Regions from separate parts of the Sus scrofa genome. Here region 2 is linked to region 1. Evidence: chromatin contacts called from public HiChIP or PLAC-seq data. All regions are on one chromosome and are shown on one strand. The core of a region is the stretch at or near the end of the contact, and the rest is flanking DNA. Distances in the headings are between cores, read along the strand shown.

Region 1 (2,937 bases), core at 213-2,712:
CCAGGGAAGGCTTCCTGGAAGAAGAGGCCTTGCTACTGAGACTCAATGGAGGGGTAGGCAAAGAGCAGCAGCAGAACATTCCAGGCAGAGGGAACTGTGCGCAAAGGCCAAAAAACCTGGTGGATTTTTGGAGTTGAGTTCTATGAAAGGGGCTTCTCTGACCACCACCTCCCCACCTCCCCGTCCCCACCCACCCAACTAAAATAGCACCTGCCATTCATTCTCCATCCTCATCCTGCCTGGAATTTCATCACCACCAGAGAATTACATTATTTATTTACTTGTTGATTGTTTGCATCCTCAATGGAATCCTATGTCCATTAGGGCAGATACTTTACTTTCCTCATTTACCTGTGCATTCCTCTCATGGGCCGTTATTACGGCTCACTTTAACAACAGCTAGATTCTGAGCTCCAAGAAGACAAGGACCTGGCCACCTGGTTCACTATCGAATTCCCAGCATCCAGCACAGGACCAGGTACACAGTAGGAACTTAGCACATATTTGTGGTCGAATAAATAATGCTCATGGGAGATATTCAACTCACCAAGTGAATAAGCACAGGAATGGATATATATGTAACACACACACACACACACACACAAATGAACAAACAAATGAATGGACTCATTAATGCATGAATGCAGCATCTTCACATTCACACACCCTGAGCTGCCCCGCTTGGTCTTGGTAAGCCTCGGGGGGTTGCATCGTGTCTTAGCCCTGGCCATTCAGAGCTGCTCTTCTTATCCACACCAGCGGGTGTTTCCATTGTCATCGAGGCCAACGGGCCATTTCCCCTGTGTCCCTCTTACTCTGAGCCCGGGGAGCTCACCAAATTCCCAGCCCTCTTTGTGGAGGTCGCCTGACCCTGGCGCCTGGCCCCCTTCTCCTTGTCAAGCACTTTTACAGCAGCCCAGGACGGGAACTGTCGGCATTCCGTTCTCCCAGAGAGTGGGATGTGAATCGGGCCGTTTTTATTAATTGCAAATTCACGCTGCGCTTGGTGTCTCCTTTAGCAGACGCGCCGCTTGTCCACAGAGTACGGAATGCAACCCAAAGAAGCACATTGCTCTCATTCTTTCTGCCGACCGACTGTGTGAATATTTTTAGAAGCCTCGCCCTCGAGCAGTGGCCAGATAAATACTTCCCGACGCCAGATGTGCTCTCTGTGAATCAACATCAGGCAGGGAAGGGGAGAGGAGCAAACTCCCGGGCTCACGCCAAAACTGCAGTGACATATGAAAAGCTTAAACCAGTAGCATCTTTAAAGGCTTTCTGGCAAAAGCCCTCCACCCTCGAAATATGGAGGGTGGACCCACATTTGGAGAGGTACCGCACTGCTCGTCCTCTGCTGGTTGGCAATGGACCTTCAGGGTCAGTGGTCCCCCAGTCCAGACACTGACGGCACGAGCTCTCCTGAACGCAGAGGCCAGCTTGTGGCCATGTGTCTGCCTGCCTTTGCTAGAAGGGCCCTTTCTAAATATGTTTCCAGCAAGATGCTGAGTCAGGAAGAGCTGAGCATATCCAGCCGAAGACAGACCAGCAGCAGCTGAAACACATTTTCAAAAACCTTGGAAGTGGGTGTGAGATGATGAAAAGAGAATGTGCCTGGAAGTGAAACATGTGAGTTCTAACCCTGGCTGTCTGCCCTTCACTCCAAAATCCAACAGCTTAGCAGCCCTACTGTGTGACAGGCACTGTGCCACATGGCGAGGAAACAAGGACGTGGCAACATACTGGTTCACTGTGTACAAGCTTGGGCTCATCACTTAGACTTTCTGGGCCATAATCATTCAATTGAGGGGTTGGAAAATGACCTTTAAGGTTCTGTCAAGCTCTAAGATTCTCAGATCCTTAAAGGATTCCCTGAAGTTCGAAGCAGAAGGAACAGCACCAGAGAAAGGGAAGAGGGGTGTGTGTGTGTGTGTCCTTGGCAAATGCCAGGAACAGAAATTAAGGATTAAGAATCTTAAGTAAAAAATACGACCAAAACTTTTTTGTAATGCTCCACATAGCTGCTGTTACATACTGGTCAAGGATCCCAGATGAAGGACCTGGTCATGGGAGCTGAGAGGCCCAGCATCACTGCCCTATTGCGTTATGCAAATGAGCCATTCTCCGGGGCTCCTGCCCATTGTTCCCAGCACAATGGCTTTCAGAATGCGAACCATTCTTCTCTTCCATTGGGGAATTCTATGACTCAGTAGGAAGCTATGTGCCTTATCACTTCTGGGACTACATCAGGGGACCAAGAGGTCAAGCTGTACCAAAGAACCCAACCCCCAAGCGAGAGGCTCACATTCCAGGCCTTGTAAAGACTACATTTCATTCTGAGAGCTCTGGGCAGGTGGCAGGAAGAATCTGCAGAGAAAGTTAACAGGGTGGATGACAGAAGGCCTTAGAATGTGCACCCCTCAGACCAGAACCCAATTCTCTAGCCATGGCCTGACCACACGCCCCAGGTCCCACGGCACCCTCAGGCAGCTGACTTCCTGTTCTATTTGTTCCCCGGGTGGCCAGTCTTGTAAGCAGGGCCTTGGATATTAAGAGTTCAGTGCTCTGACTATATAGTGTCTAAAATCCTCCTGTTTGTCATGGACTCTTCAGGCCTGGTCACAGGGCCTGGCACATAGTAATTACTCTGCAAATACTCATTTAACAAATGAACAGATAGAATTCCCTTTGTTGCTTAGTGATAACGAACCCGACTAGTATCCATGAAGACTCAGGTTTGATCCTGGCCTCACTCTAGTGGGTTAAGGATCCAGCATTGCTGTGGCTGTGGCGTAGGCCGGCAGCTACAGCTCTGATTTCACCCCTAGCCTGGGAATTTCCATATGCTTCATATGCGGCCCTAAAAAGTAAAAAAAAAAAAAAAAAAAAAAAAGGAACCTGAGGCTTGGATACATGAATAATTTATCTACAACACTGCCA
Region 2 (2,937 bases), core at 234-2,733, 190 kb before region 1:
TACTGTTCTCCATAGTGGCTGCACCAATTTACCTTCCAACAGTGTAGGCTTCCCTTTTCTCCACATCCTCTCCAGCATTAGTTATTTGTAGACTTTTTGATGATGGATGTTCTGACTGGTGTGAGATGACACCTCATTGCAGTTTTGATTTGTATTTCTCTAATATTTAGCCATGATGAGTATCTTTTCATGTGCCTGTTGGCAATATGTGCAAACCATTTCTGAAGTCCAACAACTCCACCCCAAGTTTTATTAGCACTAGAAACCCAATCTTTCTCTCTAAAATAGATTTTTTTCTAATAAGACATGAGCTCCAACGTGATGTGCCCTATTGATGCCGTAACATCCCTAACCTTTGGTTCCAAAGTTAAGCAAAAATGGAAATGTTGAAATTCCACTAGGCAGACAAACTGTTCTTGAGTATTCTCAATCCACTTTTATAAACCCTGGGGGTTTGTAAGTTTGCATCAACATCCAATAAATTTTGAACCTTTTGCTGCTTAAAGCTAAGTGTTTGAGATATAACTCTTGGAGAGAAGAGCTTTTTAGAAAACAACCACAAAAAGTGACTTCCAACTTCTTTTTACAAGTTCTATTTTAGAACACAGTGAAGAATTTCTAGTGCAAAATGTGGCCAGTTTTGAGGAAGCAAGTGTCTCCTGGGATAAGTCCTATTGCCAGGTGAGCCTGGTGCCACTGTCATTTTGACAGTGTCCTCCCGCTGAATTCTTACCTTCTACATAGAGCATTTCTCTGCCCAAATGTTCAGCCTTTATATTTTTCCAGTCTTAGAACACCAAGATCACTTTCCTTCAGCTCACTTTCTGCAGCTCCCTTCTTTTTCCATTTGGAGGGACAGTAGCAAGAACGCAGCCAGTTTTCTCTAGGGTTTGATCTGGTTGGGGGGGAGGGGAGGGGTAGTTTTGCAGAAGAACCAAATGCTATTTCTGAGCTCTGTGGCTTTGCACAGATATTTATTTCTGTAAGAGGTTGTGTTTTATGTATTATAGTCTTAGATTTCTGCTTGTTGCTGTGGCCAGCCAAGCCTCAGTTTTAATTTCATATGACTTTGGCTGGTAATGATGAGTCTGGAAGATGAAACAGGACTCAGAGACAATTTTCCCTTCTGGCCCTGCTAAAATTGCCCCTTGCTCATTTTCAGAAAGTGCTGAAAAAAATTTTGTTTAAGGTAAAATGAAAGGCGTATGAAGAAAAGAAATGACCCAGTGGCCCAGTCCCAGCTGATCCCAGCATCATTCCATGGGTGTGTTCATCCAGATGTTAGCTTCTCCAGATGTGCAGCACTATCCGCCCCAAGGCAGACCCACCTGTGCTGAGAGCCTGGGATGTATGTGAGGTCATGAGGTCAGGCTGCTCACCCCCAAGTCACACAATTAAATGAATGGCGCTGAGCCTTCAGACTCTTGGTGTTCTCAGCCCAGCTCTTCGTCCCTATCAGGTCTGCAGATCATTCAGGCGCTGGGTTCCCGGAGGAAGGAGAAGAGACCGTGAGTCCAAGGAAACGTCTGTGATACACATTAAGTGGCCTGTGAGAGAGCCCTCGCATTTATTGGCTGAAACATGAAACGGAAACCATCTGCAGCTCGCACGGGGCCCCGCGGGCTCTCGCTTCTTCGCAGGAAGTGGACTGATGAAGGCTGGAGCGAACACGTGAATTCAGGCAGCCCACAGGCCTGGGTGTTGCACAATGCAAAAAGCATCTGTTGGGTGGAAATCCCGGGCATTGGGATCGGAATTTATAGAGACCGATTGACTCCTAGCCTCTAGCAGGGATTCCACTCCCGCTGCTGCAGGGATAAATTTTTCCACTGAGCAAGAAGGAAGCATTCCTCATTCAATTATTTGTGGGGTTTTTTTGATGCATTTGATGCCCATTTACCAAATGCCAGTGTCCGTGTTAGGTGCTGAGGACCAAAAAGTGAGTAAGACATGGACCCTCCCTTCAAGAATCTCACTCCTAATGGGAAGAGAATGATGAATGAATGAATATAATACAGAAGAGTCAGGGCGACTAGAGAAAAGTACGTAAGGATTCAGGAGGAAACCGGCGGATGTAGCTGTCCCAGAGCACTGGTTACTTGCTGGGTTTGGCCATCAAAGATCCACTTTTCCTTCTTCTTCGTAGCACTGAAAATAATATTTCGTGTGGGTATTTATCTCACTTACACCCAGCTGGTTGTACCTGCCTCCACCGCCCAGGCGTGGGCCCTGATTGGCTGAAGCCACCATCACACCCCATGTCTCTCTGGCCAGCATCATTGGTTCAGGCCACAGGATCCAGTGCAAGTGGGTGTGATTCAGGAGGTCGTCTCTGGAGGCTTCTGGGGAGAAATTCAATTGCTCTTTTAAGAGAATGTCTGAGAGAGGTTCCTTTTCCTGCCGGATGGCTGCTGTCTCCAGACCTCTTTGGTTCATGAGGGGGACTAGCGTTGGAATGGAGAGGACACTGCAGAAGGTAGGGGATAGAAATGACGGTCATGAGCTTTGGGGTCCTTGCCGAGCCACTGGGGCAGCTGTTTTCAGAAGTCCCTCGTGCCCCCTGTGACTCTTCAGTTAGATGGACTGATAAACCCCCACGATTATTTAAACCATCGTGGGTGAGGTTTTCTAATACTTGCACCCCAAGATAGAGAGCATTTCCTAAAAGGAGAGGGGGGTTTATGTTCATGAGAGCAGCTAACAATTGAGCACTTACCATGTGCTAAGTACTCTGCTCAACTTCTTGTGTGATTTTATTCAATCCTCACAGTTGCCCGACGGGGTGGACTCTTTTATGCTTTGAGATAAAGTAACAGAAAATCATTCAGATGTTCTCAAACAAGAAGAACCTTTATTTTTTCTCCCTCCAGATCAGGAAGCTCAGAAGTAGGGCAGACTAGCATGTTGGTAGTTTGAATGGCTCAACAATGTCATTGA

Evidence for each region. HiChIP or PLAC-seq counts read pairs in DNA pulled down with a chosen protein or histone mark.
Region 2: an H3K27ac HiChIP or PLAC-seq map of skeletal muscle shows a contact between it and region 1. The contact joins two enhancer-like sites. A contact is called at or near these places in 1 of 47 Hi-C or Micro-C datasets (liver) and 1 of 2 datasets of contacts at active chromatin or transcription factors (skeletal muscle).

What each region holds. Positions count from the first base shown.
Region 1 is chr5:14,158,281-14,161,217 of Sscrofa11.1, reverse strand. All of the region lies in intron 6 of NUAK1 (NUAK family SNF1-like kinase 1), which reads right to left. Among named protein-coding and RNA genes, the nearest start is that of NUAK1, 70 kb to the right of the region's middle. Within about 2 kb of position 1,462, at least 36 of the 83 cell types and tissues checked have an H3K27ac peak or open chromatin away from gene starts, as enhancers often do. A contact at or near this core is called in skeletal muscle, where this site is marked.
Region 2 is chr5:14,346,112-14,349,048 of Sscrofa11.1, reverse strand. All of the region lies in intron 2 of LOC106507478 (a long non-coding RNA gene), which reads left to right. Among named protein-coding and RNA genes, the nearest start is that of NUAK1, 260 kb to the right of the region's middle. Within about 2 kb of position 1,483, at least 10 of the 83 cell types and tissues checked have an H3K27ac peak or open chromatin away from gene starts, as enhancers often do. A contact at or near this core is called in skeletal muscle, where this site is marked.